3 separate regions of the Zea mays genome follow, and regions 1 and 3 are each linked to region 2. Evidence: chromatin contacts called from public Hi-C data. All regions are on one chromosome and are shown on one strand. Each heading gives the region's core, a stretch centred on a gene start, on an enhancer-like site or on the middle of the called end of the contact. The rest is flanking DNA. Distances are from core to core; before and after follow the strand shown.

Region 1 (4,221 bases), core at 843-3,342, 270 kb before region 2:
TTGCTGCTGCAATTGCAAGCCTCTCATAAACTGTACGGCATGTGATAAGTGATAACCTAGTACAATGATGAAATATCCCCGGCCATTTCAGATAGATAGATGTTGGTGATGCAGTATATCTTGTTTTTCCCCCCTTCCTTTATGTCTTTAGAGTCTATAAACAATGTTTGGCTGTACCTGTTCACTTGGCCATCCAGTCTAGTACCTGATCGACCAGTTAAAAGTTCTGTTACTGTTGCTGGATCTGGCACTTGGCTATAACCAACAAAACTAAAAGTAAAACATCATGGATGGATCATGTTTTTATTTTTTTGAGCGCGTTGACAATGCAGAAGAAACGGGTCGCGGCGAACACTGGCACTGAGCATCTGCTTTTGTTTAACCCTGGCTGGCTCTGGGCTCTGGCTGTCAACAGGAGGAAAGCAAAGCAGCATGTGCGCAGGCCCCTCGCGCCTTTCTACCAAAAGACGCGGTCCGCCACCACCTACCTAATCTATCTCTTCAGTGATTCCATTCCATGCTGCTTCCTCATCCGTTTCAACTTTCCCAGGGTAGGTCGGGTGGGTACCACAGCTGGGTAGAAAAGCCGATCGATCAGGAGACTTCATCGGTAAACTAGTAGTTATCTGTCATCTGAATCTAATAAGTTTTAGTCTTAGACCATCCAAACAGATGGGCTAGCTTTCAGTTTAACTTCACCGTACAAATGAAACCAAATTTAAAGTTGCAAGTAATAATTAGAAGGAAAAAAAAATTAAATTAGCATAATTTAAAAATATTTAACAGCCTGCGAATTGGAAACTGTTGGTGGCTAGATTTGTTTTTATTCCTTATACTAGATATATTAGCTAAGTGATGTTAGGATGGATGTATCAAAAATAACTACTACATTCTGTTTTCGAATATTTTTCGTTCACTAGTTTATTTTTGAAAAAAAAGAAGAATGAGCTGTTGATCCCTTTCTCTTGCTCCACGGAACAAAAAAGACCCCTTCTCTCTTCAAGCTCGCCTTTAGATTCGTTTGTACGGCAAGATACACTCCTTGGAGCAAGAGCAAAGGATCCGAGGAGAATAGAAACCTGGCCTGGATCCGTCGAACCAAACACATGCACGTGAACACGATCTCTCTCTCTTTGAGCGAGGAGCCACCATGTTTGATGCCTCCACCAATATTCCGATGCCGTTCTTGCGTCCAAAGACAGCCATGTGGTGGTCGGGGGAATCTCAGATCCATCCAAGGCTCCACCGGTGCTGCATTTTGCTTTTTTGCTTCTTTCTTATAAAAACAATTGAGAGTGAGGGGATGCAAATGTGTTCAACCTATACTTATATCGAGCTGCATAATTAAAAAAACTTAAGCTCATGAAAACAGGTGAACAATTTAATTATATTTTCTTTAAGATAGAGAGATAGAGTAAAATTAAGCCTACTTTGGAACGCAGAAAAAATATAAGATAATACCTTATTAATAGAAATATCAAATACTTGCTACCAATATGTTAGGTCGGAAACAGCTCGGTTTCGTATACTGTATCGAGATTGCAGAAGCTGGGCGACTTCAATGATAATCATAAATAAAAAAAAAGAAGAAGAAGCATTTCCAGGCATCTTTGAAGCAGGAGCGTGATCGGGGATGGACTGGAGAGAATCTTTGTAGCTCGGGCAACGTGACGTCGCGTTGCCCCTTTGAGCCAGAGAGGGGACGAGGAGAATCTCTCTATCTCTCTGCAGTCTGCGTCTCCTTGCCGTGTCCTTTCAGCGATGGCGAAAACAAAATCCCACGGAGATCTCGTTCTGACCCGGACTGCACGCACCTCTGGCCCACTTACACACATGGAATCCTTATCCCTTCGCCAATAATTCCTTCCTTCCAACCGCTCTACGGCAGCAGACGGAATCTTTTGGTTGCTAGATGCCTGATCCACCGCCACGTGGACGACTCAGATCACTCACAGTAAAAAAAAAAAGATTATCTTTTTTTATTCCCTGTTTACCGCCACACATGTCGTCTACTCGACACTTGGCTTGCCTCGACCGTCCACCAACCGTTCCCGAACTCGGGCGCCTCTTTCTTTCTGGCTGCCTGCCTGCCTGTTACGCGACGAAACGCCCCTGCTCGGCTCCCCTCGTCTCCGCCCACCCACCGCGTCCAGCAGCCAGAGACGCAGGCAGAACCCGAGCGGCATCTTTTCTCCACCTCCCACGCGCCAAATGACCCTTCTGCCCTCCCGGGATCTCCATCTTCTCCCCCCTTCCCCTTCCGGTATAAACCCACCGACGACGCGACGGGACTCCCCCCTCCCTCCCTCCCTCCGCCCGTTCGTTCCCCAACAGCACAGCACGAAGACACTAGACAGCAGCCGCCGCCGCCGCCGCCTTCGCCCGCGTAACCGGGACAGCGTACGCGCACGGTGGATCGCACGGTGTGCCGGCGATGATGGCGGGGAACGAGGACCAGCTGCGGGCGGTGGCGGCGCGGGCCGTCACCGACTCGCTGCGCGCGGCCGCGTCCCGCTGCTCGGCCGCCGACCGCGCCGCGCGCTTCCGGGACTGCGTCCGCAGCCTCGAGGCCGAGAAGGCCAAGATGGAGGTCTTCCGCCGGGAGCTCCCCATCAGCGTCCACCTCGTCGCCGACGGTACGCGCTTGCTTCTCCCCAGTCCCCCCAACGCCTACGCGCGCGCCGTGACCGACAGCTGTCCGTTCCTCATCGCCTCCCTTCTTCCCTCGCCGTGCAGTGATCGACTGGCTCAAGGAGGAGCTCGCGCAGCACCGCCGCCGCCCGTCGGACCTCTTCGCGCCACCAGCGCCGCCGCCGCCGGCAAAGGACGGAGCCGTCTTGGCGGACGCGGACGCCAACGACAAGCGCAGCTGGATGAGCTCCGTGCAGCTCTGGAGCTGCGGTAGCCACGACGACAGCACCGCCAACACCAACGGCGCCGCCGCCGCCGCCCACAAGGTACGGAGCGCGGGCGTGAGTCGCCAGAACTAGACGTCCCGTTTTTAAAAAAAAAAGAGGATAAAACAAAACGAATTGTTTTCGCGTAGCATAATTCGCGGCTAATAAACAACCTGCTCTGCCCGAATCCCTTCCATAAATAACACCAGGTGTCCAGCGCGTTCGTGGCACTGGCCGCCAGCCCGCCGGCGCCGACGCTGGCGAGGCCATCCGGCGACGCGGCGGGTAAGCCCGGAGCCAGCGCCAGCGCCATGCCGGTCGCGGACCTGTCCCTCTCGTCCCCGGCGGCCGCCGCCTCTCCGAGCGCCGCCAGCAGCGCCGTCACGGACGCGGCCGGGGCGCACCGCCGGCAACATGCGCAGCAGAGGAAGGCGAGGAGGTGCTGGTCGCCCGGGCTGCACCGCCGCTTCGTCGCCGCCCTGCAGCGGCTCGGCGGCGCGCAAGGTAAGGGATCCGTCGGTTGTCCGCCCTGCTCTGGGGCCTCTGGCTCCGCCGTCGTTGTAGTTGTAGTGCGCTGTGTCTGTTTCTTGAGGTGGTCTCTCCATCCTCTTGCTGAATCGTGGCCGTGGTGCGTGCTGCAGTCGCCACGCCGAAGCAGATCAGAGAGCTGATGAAGGTGGACGGGCTCACCAACGACGAGGTCAAGAGCCACCTGCAGGTAACGTAACGCAGAGAGACTGAACCATCTTCTTCTTCCTCCTCTTGGTTGGGATTGCTACATACATAGTACATACAATTCGAGGTCTGCAGCCATTCAATAATCTTTTTATTTTTTCTGGCCCCTGCTGCAGAAATACAGGCTGCACACGCGGCGCGCGTCGTCGGACGGCGGCGACCAGCACGCGGGCGGGCTGTGGTCGTCGGCGCCGGAGCAGCAGTACACGACGTCGCAGCACAGCACGTCGCAGTCGCAGTCGCAGTCCGGGTCGCCGCAGGGGCCGCTGCAGCTGGCGGTGTCGAGCAGGGCCATGTCGGCCACCGCCGGGGACAGCTGCGACGCCGGCGACGAGGCCCAGGGCGGCCGGTCGGAGAGCTACGGCTGGGAGATGCCGCAGCACGGGACGAAGGCGTCGTCGTCTTGATGATCCTTGTCCTTGGACGGGATCACAATTCACAACAGTATAGAAGACGGTGCGGCGTGGGGCATGGTACTGAGGACAACTGCGGAAGAGGCGGCATTTTTTGTACAGGCGTTGAGATGATTTCATTTTTCCCCCTTCCTTTTTTTTCTGGTAGAGGGAGGAGGATGTGATGGTGAAGATGA
Region 2 (4,304 bases), core at 748-3,247:
TGTATTTATTAATAGACTACGTTTATAGACACTCCACTGTACAATAGAGTCTCTTAGTTGTCTCCTGTGCTTGGAGAACCGTTTTGGTGTCTCTCCACTGTACATGCCCTAAGATCAGCTACGGTTTGGGATAGCAGTCACTTAAAATCGTTGAATATATGTTGTTGTGACAATTGAATTTAAGTTTACTATGAGTTTTTTGGTGGAAAACAGAGATGATGGAGCTACAAACCCGGGTTGCGGCATTAGGGGTATTCTGGTATTGACCTCAATCCACATGTGTTAAAGTGGATTGGGGTGTAAATTAGTTTAAGTTACACCTTAATCCACCTCAATATATATAGATTATGGTCAATACTAGAGTACCTAAACTAGGTCTAAATCAACATCGTCATCCCAATTCCTTGCACTGAAAGGAGATCCTAAAATTAGCACAGCTCCAGATTTTTTTTTCTTCAAAAAAGCAGGTTACTTGGATCTGAATTGGGTTTATTCTATGTGAAATAGATTTGATTAGTCTCATGTGCGGTTCGTTAAGCAGATACGTATCTTGATTTAAGATTAAGTAGCCACCATGGTCCATGAACACGACACGATAAGGTTACTCAAGTCCAAGCATGGTAATTCACAAAAGCAATCTGAAACCCCATCACAACAGTACAGTTGTCACTAGCTGGTGGTCAAAGCGCCAAATTTGACCGAACATGTGGTTTGGGGAAAAACGAAAGCATCAACCTCGCCTTTACCTAATTGCACGACACGCACGCAAACCAACCACCTACGATGCTATGCCGCCAATTTGGAGAATTTAGCACCCACTATTCATGGGGAAGATGCAATTTTTGCAGGGAAGGACAGGACGATTCCTGTGAAAGACGCGACCTTTGCACAGGATTTGGAAAGAACTGAAGGAAAAGAAGGTTTGGATCTGGTGGTCGATGTTCTGCTTACCTCGGACCTTGTGATCCCTGAAGACCTCCATGGCGAGCGTGGTCTTGCCGCTGCCGCCCATGCCGGAGATCCCGACCACCTCCCAGCTGCCGCCGCCGCTCATAACCATCTCCTTCACCTTTTCCTTGGCCACCTTGACGCCGCCGCCAACCATCCCCTCCGCGTCTTCGTGTCCGTCGGCGATGTCCATGGCCATCACCCCGGCTTTGGCGGGCGCCGCCTTCGCCGGCACCGGCTCCGACATAGCCATGCCCTTGTGCTGCGGCACCTCCTTCGTCATAGCGACGAAGGCGGGCTTAGCGAGCGGCGCCTCCATCGGCATGGGCACGCCCTTGTGCGGCGGCGGCGCGACGGGGACGGAGAGGGCGGGGGGCGGCGGCTGCGCGGTGGCGGCGGCGATCTCCTCGACGCGGCGCTCGAGGCGACCGATGCGCGCGTCGGCCTCGTCGCGGAGCCTGCGCACGCCGCCGATGACGTGCGCGGGGGCGTGGCGCTCCAGCCAGCGCGCGATGCCGCGGTCGGCCGCCTCCATCCGGCGCGACAGCTGCGCGGCGCGGTAGACGTTCCAGCGCGGGGACGCGGCGGCGCGGCGCGCCAGGTCGAGCGCCTCCCTGACCCGCGCCGCGAGCTCGCCGAGCTCCCCCGCGGAGCGCTGGGTGCTGTGCGGGCCGAGGCCCTGGACGAGCGGCAGCAGCGGCTCGACGCTCCGGCGCAGGCGCTCGGCGGTGGAGCGGCAGAACAGGGTGCCCTGCACCGCGTGCAGCACCTCCCGCAGGGCCTCGCCGGCCAGCTGGTCGAGCAGCATCCGGTCCATGGTCGCCGCCGCTAGCAGGTGAGACCGAGCTCCTCGTCGATCGCCTTCCTCTACCTCTATTCTCTGTCGCCGCCCTCGGCTCCTGCTCCTGCTCCTGCTCCTTCTCCTGCTTGCGTGTGCTTGGTGGAGGGAGTTGTTCAGCTGGGTCTGGGTGAGTGAGGGGTCGCCATCGGCGTGGTGGAGGAGGCGGCCGCCGCGTGTGGTTTCGCGCGGCGGGGAGTGGAAAGGAGGAGATTAGTTATAGGGAGGCGGGAGAGTGCGAGACGGCGGTTTGGGGGTCAACCTCCGCGGTGAAGGGTCGCCGCCCACTGGAGTTCAGATCTGAGGAGCTCTCCGTCACTGACACCGCTGGCGCCCACGTGGGGCCATCCCGCCGTGTCGACACCGCTAGTGGTCACCAGAATGAAACCTCAGCTCCCTCACTTAACCAGTAGACCTGAGCTACCTTGGTTTACTTTGGAAAAAGAATGAAAAAAGGGGCACTAGTAGTGCCTTCATGTTTTTATATCATCATAAAATGTGATTGAATTATACATGTCAAACGCCCTTTATTAAACTGCATAGTACACTTAGGTTAGCATCCATCTCACATGCATACTGAGTCGTTGGCAAAATCCAGCATGGAGTCCACTGTCCACATGCATCTTCCCCTCCCTCATTCTCTCCCTTAACCTCTCAACCTCAACCACAGGAGAAATGAAAACCCATGTGATCAAAGATTTCAACGCCTTGAGAGTCTTGGAGATGTATCTTAGAGAGTCCTTGTCTGGTTAATGATTCGTGGAGAGTACATTTGACACTTGACAGCCAAATAGTCTTTGTAGGGTTGGGAATCCATGTAGCAGATGGTACAAGGTGACATTAGCTTTGCAAGATTAGATTGGTAGTTGCCACCTTGTTAGCCACCCAACATGGCCTTTTATTCGCATGATCGCTCACTATTAGGTTGACCATCCATTATGAAAATCGCTAGCGATGACACCGGGTATCAAATCACCGTAGTTATTTGTATATTCCATGTTTAAAAGAGCAAAACATTCAAGTTTTTGTCTAAACTTATGTATATGTATGTAAAAAAATACATATATCTATATTACCAAATAAACATTATTAGATTATCCTGGAACATATTTTTGCAGTACACTATTTCGGAGAAAAATATGGACAAATTTATTAGTCAACCTTAAGTTTATTTGACTTAGGACAAAATATTACCATGACAATGTCTTGTGGACAAAGGGAGTCGGTGTTATACAGATAATCTATAATTTAGCCACTTACCTAAAAGGCCCTTATAGTTGATCAAAAGCTCATATAATCCTTTCATGAATGACAAAATACTCACGGCAATGATTAAACTCGAGAAAAAATTAAATAAATATTGAGTTGTTGAGAAGATGATGCCTGAAGCATTGGTAGTTGTTTAATTTATTGTTTTTTCCTTGCTGGCGGGTGCATGCTTGAGTACATCTCTGGTATGGACGATTTTTTATATGGGCGTCAGCCACAGCACTCGATCGTAGCTATTTGAGCAATTAAATGAGCACCGCCAAACTTTATTCATTTATTCATCACACTGCACGGACTATGATTATTTATGAGATATCCAGAACTCTAGCCCGGCACCTTGTTTTCAAACCTGTACCTTCTTGTATATTTCAGTATAAATTCAACAAACTACGGGAGCAGCTTTGAAGCCAAACGAGTACACATAGTTGTACACGTACCTGCTCATCACTGTTGGTGGTGAAGAGTTTTTCATGCGGTCAAACATGTTCTTGGCGTTTTTTTAATACCATGCACTAAATAAACCATAGGGCCTACGTGCGACATGCGGGCAGCCATTGAATTCAGATCTAACGGACCAAAAGGCTCGCTTATAAGGATAAAAGTTGGATGAGAAAATCTAGAATCGACCGTTATCGTATAACTGATTTTATTAGTTTTGTTCGGATTATTTTCGATCCCGATTTAAAAAAACAAAAACATGATGTAAAAACGGTAAACGAAAACGAAAATTGTAGAGTTGTTTTCCCAACTCTTTAGCTGGGACCCCTTTTTAATCGGGATGATCCCGTGATGTATTCCGTATTTGTAATTCGGAAACAACTCCATTCGTCATGATCCAGAAATGAAGTAATCAACTTATGTGCTATAGTTAACTATGTGTGCTACAGATTTATGGAGCTTTTTATCTAAGACTTGTGTTTGCCATTTTTTATTTGTTGTTAAGTTATGAACATATGGTTTTATGGTGTGATTTTACCGATCTAAAATATCGGTTCCCATTCGATTTCAGCATTTACCCGACCGAATTTTATCGTGTTTCGATTTTCGTATTCATCCCATTCGTTTTCGTTTCTGATATATCCTATTTTCGTTTTCGTCCCGCAAAATAAATATGAAAATAAAAACGGTAGAGGTGTTTTTCCGACTATTCCCGACCACTTTCATCCCCTACTTGCTTGCACTCTTACCCCTAATGACTGCTTGACTGCTTGTATAGTAGTCATTGACGTTGCCTTGTTGGTCTAGCTTA
Region 3 (4,331 bases), core at 780-3,279, 390 kb before region 2:
AGATCAATAATTTCAAAGGTCAAGACCTCAACGAAAAAGGAGAGAAAAATTCTATAAATTCACTAAATATGTAAGTGAACACAGCCCATTGTGTGAATAGAGTGTTTATTGATAGTTTGCTGTAAAAAAGACAAGACCTGGATATGGTCACATTCTTCAACAAAGAACCTTAGCCTCTCATTCATTTCCTCCATTTGGGACCATTCTGAAACCACCTCCTTTGCAGTTCCATAGTTATCAAACCTGTCAAAGTCTGTCCATGATCCATACAACTCATATAAGCTCTGAGGGTGATACTGAACTTTTGAATAATCAGTCCAAAATTTGACTCCATTCTCCAGATTTGCGACCAGGTCCTTATCTTCAACACTAGCATTGTTTTGGCCATCGCTAGAGCTTGGGTTCTGTTCTTCTTCAGATAAACTTTGTAGGAACAAGTTTCGCTCATGAGGTTTTGCTACTGATTTTGTTACCTTTCCAGACCTGCAACAACTGAGACCAGTTATCACAAGATTCCATGATCCTATCACACTGTTACGGATTTGTGCTCTCTCATCACTCAGAATTAAATCACCACTATACTAACATACATCTCATAGCATCAATAGTACAAAAGCAACACTTTCAACAACAGGCAATGGTAAGGCAAAAGTTGGACGATTTTCCAACAATAGGCAGATGCCATGAAGCAATTCTCAAGCTTCTAGATGAGTGTATGCAATGCATCCTTAGAGAACTCAAGGATTATAATTCTAAGAGGCTAAGACTGATAAATTGTGTCTTCTGGCACTGGCAGCAACAGCATTATGCTCCCCCTTCCAAATTATAAACTGTTTTGGTTTTTCTAGATACATAGTATGTACTATGTATCTACTATCTATCTAGTCATAGTGTATTTACTATGTATCTAGTCATAATGTACATATTTAGCTGCACTGCAAAAGTTATATAAATAGAAAACTCAAGATTTTGAACAGAGTACAATTTTACAAGCAACTGGTTTTGTCTATGTAAAGCTTTAGTCTGCAGCTAGTGTATCTTTAGCCCCATTGCTCAAAACAACCCAAACTACACCGAACTACTGCCTAATCATCTTCAGTTCACAAACGTGGGACGCCAAGAATCGATGACGCTTGAAGCATTTAGTAAGGAGAAAACGGAACATAGAATTAAATTGTACAAGTGATAGGAGTTAGAACATCACTTGCCATGTGAAGATGTTGGGCTCATCTGCAGCTGCACTGCTCGAACCTAGAGTGCCAGAGGAACTTAACGAGCCAAGAGACCCTGCAGATGGCACACCATGTTATTTTCACGACCGCGACAGAGAAATACTAATGAGCACGCAGAATGAAGAAGGAAGAACATGGCAAAAATCAATCCATTACCTCGAGAACCGACTGATACCAAGCGAGGGCAGTAGCTGGCGACGCTCTGAAGAAGTCGAGCAGTGTCAGTGAACGAACACGGAAATGACCAAACAAACCACTATAGTTGGGGGAGGGGATGGGGGGAGATGGTGCCCAAGCGAGTGACAGCCTCTCTCTACCTGGTGTGTCTCGCCGGCGCGGTACAGGACGTCCATGTCGAGCGCGGCGGTCCTGAATACCGGGTCGGCGCCGGGGTCGTCGGCGAGCCCGAGCAGCTCATCCTGCGGAGCAGAAGGTAGATTGCCGAGGCGTCATCGAGCTCAGGCACAGTGAGTGCAAGGACCCGGGGAAGGAAGGATCTTCCGGGGAAACGATCAGCTAATCACCTGGAAGTTCCAAAAGTGGGAGCCGACGAAGTTCGCGAAACCGCCGACCTGCACCGTCACCACCTCCCTCATCCCTGCCCTCGTTGCTCCCACAGCAGAGAGCTCTGAATACCTCTGGACGCGCAATCAGGTGTGGGGCGGTGCGCGGAGGCGGTGGGGGCGCGGGGAGTTGGCTGTCGACGGCGGCGGCGGCGTTTTGTGAGACGGGGGTAAGGAGTGGGCCGTGCGAGAGGAAGATTGGCTCATCCAAGGGCGGCGTTTTGTGAGACGGGGAGTGACTGAGCATGAGGTTTTTTTTTCTGAATGTTGAATCTTGTACTTAGATTTTTGTGTAGTGCTATTTTTAACAATTCTATTTTTGCTTTACAGGCTCATCGGTCCAAGCGACTAAAAAGGTCAAAGAAGCTTTGCAGCTGGAGAATTATTTGGTTCTATGAGTTCTAGCTTCATGTTAACTATGATTTATGATATAAATTTTTTTTAAAGCGGCCCTTCCCCCACTACTAGAACCATACGATCCTAAAAATGATCTAGAATTGAAAGATGTCCTTACTGAACTTAAGGTGGTACACAAGGCAATAGACGAAGTTGTTGATGAAGCTCTGAATGAAATTGTCGAAAAAGTTTTGAACGAAGATTAAGAAGCCTTTGTAAAAAACACTTTTAAGAATATGTCGGTTGTATATACGAACAATTGTGTGAAATGCATGTTCTGTATAAGTAAAGATCTCGCGATATTTCTTTATGCAGCTTGAAATAAGTATACGTACCGTTTGAGCAGAATGAGCAAATACATATTTCCTTCCTTTTATGCTTTGTAAAAAAATGTTCTATCAACCGAATTCTTATTTAGTCGAAAATACCTTGGAAAACACATGTCTGCTCAGGAAGAATGATGTCCCCTTTTTTGCCCTTCTGTCTCCTCTATATACTCTTTACAAGGGTATAAAATAATGGAAAACATATACGATGCAAAAGAATGATAAAAAATTTAAATGTGCCTTTATTTTCTGGATCTGACTTTGTGTTTCTTTGGGAGCGGCTTCAGAATCCTTTTTACTTGTACACATGGGGAACAATTTCCCTTCTTTTCCCTTTATATTTATGAATAATGATGTGCATCGTATGATGATGGAATGATGGCATGATGCTGTTAGAAATATAGGCATTTTCCGTATTATTTTAATTCCATAAATTAACATTATGATGATGACATATAAAATATGTTTAATCATAAAAATCATTATCTCAAATATATCCATAACAATATGGATCAAGAGAACATGAAACATATGAATTATATAAATATAATAAGCATATAAACATGGAACATATATTATTATGGAACAACTGAAAATAAACAGATAGCAACATAAACAGCATGACTGTAAAATTAAAACAGACAGATCTATCATATTACAAGTATGATCAGGCATCAGACACGTCATGATATAATGCGACAAAACAGATTTGATAAATTTATGGCTATAAATAAAACAGCAGGTATGAACATATATAATTTGCAGAATGAAAAACAGTAAGGAGATGAATTGATCATACCCTCCCATGCGCTCCGAGGATCTAGATCCTTGTCCAACTTCACTTGTCATGTCAGCAGGAAGAAGACTTTGGGCAGTCGCGTAGACGCTCCCCAAAAACCTAATTGCCGATCCCTCGTGCAAGGTCTCGAACGGCAAGGGCTCCGGAGGCACCTGCCCTCTCGCTTCTCTGTGCGCGCAGAGTCACGAGATGGAAATACCCTCACTCGGCTGCTGGACTGTGTTCTGAAAGTGTTTTCTCGCGTGTACCGAGTGACAGGGGTGCTCCTCTATTTAACCTCTCGCAGAGGGAAGCTGAAGGAGAAAGGTCGCCGAGTCACGCCAAGAGTCGGCCAGCTCTAGCCGAGTTATGCCATGAGTCGGCCAGCTCTCGCCGAGTCACGCCATAAGTCGGCAGCTGAAGGAGAAGGGTCACTCGGCTGACGTACGCGGTTAGTGAGTGCTAAAAATTAACACAACCACACCACGCCCGCTCGCCTGCCTGCCTGCCTGTCTGCCTGCCTGCCTGCCTCGCCACGCCACGCCACGCCCGGCCCGGCCTGGCCCGGCCCGGCCGGCGGCGGCGGCGGCGCGCGTGCGCGTGTGGCACGCCCTTGTCCATTTCTTGACTTCTCAAGTTAAGTGGAATAAATCCCACCATATAAGTCAAGGCAAAAGACCCTTGGACTTCCAATGTGGTACTATTGGTATTCTCCACCATTACACACCATAGAGTTTATTCAATAAATGGGCCAAGCCCATAAAAGATCCAACAATCCCCACCAAACTCTAGGGTTTGTAATGATGAAGTATCAGAATCACAATCCTTTGATATACCAGTGTTTCGATGGAGACTGTTAAGTTGAACATCCATCTAGAATAAGAGTTTCACTTATTCACAACTGAACAATGGACTATGCCTTGAATTGACAGTTTTGTGCGAAATAAGATTCACTCAAATCCTTTGCTGATACTAGGCTGCAGAAGGGTATTCCCGCTGTTTAGAAGCATATAAGTCACACTTCAGTGCCTTTCAT

Evidence for each region. A called contact is a pair of places that touch in the nucleus more often than the background predicts.
Region 1: a contact with region 2 is called in a Hi-C map of bundle sheath, with 3 times the contacts expected there. The contact joins the promoter of LOC103640508 here to the promoter of LOC103640507 in region 2. A contact is called at or near these places in 10 of 25 Hi-C or Micro-C datasets (bundle sheath, ear, endosperm and 4 more) and 1 of 3 datasets of contacts at active chromatin or transcription factors (leaf).
Region 3: a Hi-C map of leaf shows a contact between it and region 2, with 9 times the contacts expected there. The contact joins the promoter of LOC100273622 here to the promoter of LOC103640507 in region 2. A contact is called at or near these places in 11 of 25 Hi-C or Micro-C datasets (bundle sheath, ear, leaf and 4 more) and 1 of 3 datasets of contacts at active chromatin or transcription factors (leaf).

What each region holds. Positions count from the first base shown.
Region 1 is chr1:168,256,458-168,260,678 of Zm-B73-REFERENCE-NAM-5.0, reverse strand. It overlaps LOC103640508 (transcription factor HHO6), which reads left to right and starts at 2,092. Exons shown (of 5, transcript XM_008663279.4): 1 at 2,092-2,636; 2 at 2,737-2,957; 3 at 3,107-3,401; 4 at 3,539-3,615; 5 at 3,749-4,221. The coding sequence starts at 2,435. The coding sequence ends at 4,039.
Region 2 is chr1:167,984,939-167,989,242 of Zm-B73-REFERENCE-NAM-5.0, reverse strand. LOC103640507 (putative disease resistance protein At5g47280) reads right to left here and starts at 1,997. Exons shown (of 4, transcript XM_008663275.4): 1 at 952-1,997. The coding sequence starts at 1,765.
Region 3 is chr1:168,372,589-168,376,919 of Zm-B73-REFERENCE-NAM-5.0, reverse strand. LOC100273622 reads right to left here and starts at 2,029. Exons shown (of 9, transcript NM_001148038.1): 1 at 1,757-2,029; 2 at 1,550-1,651; 3 at 1,389-1,434; 4 at 1,209-1,287; 5 at 138-483. The coding sequence starts at 1,828.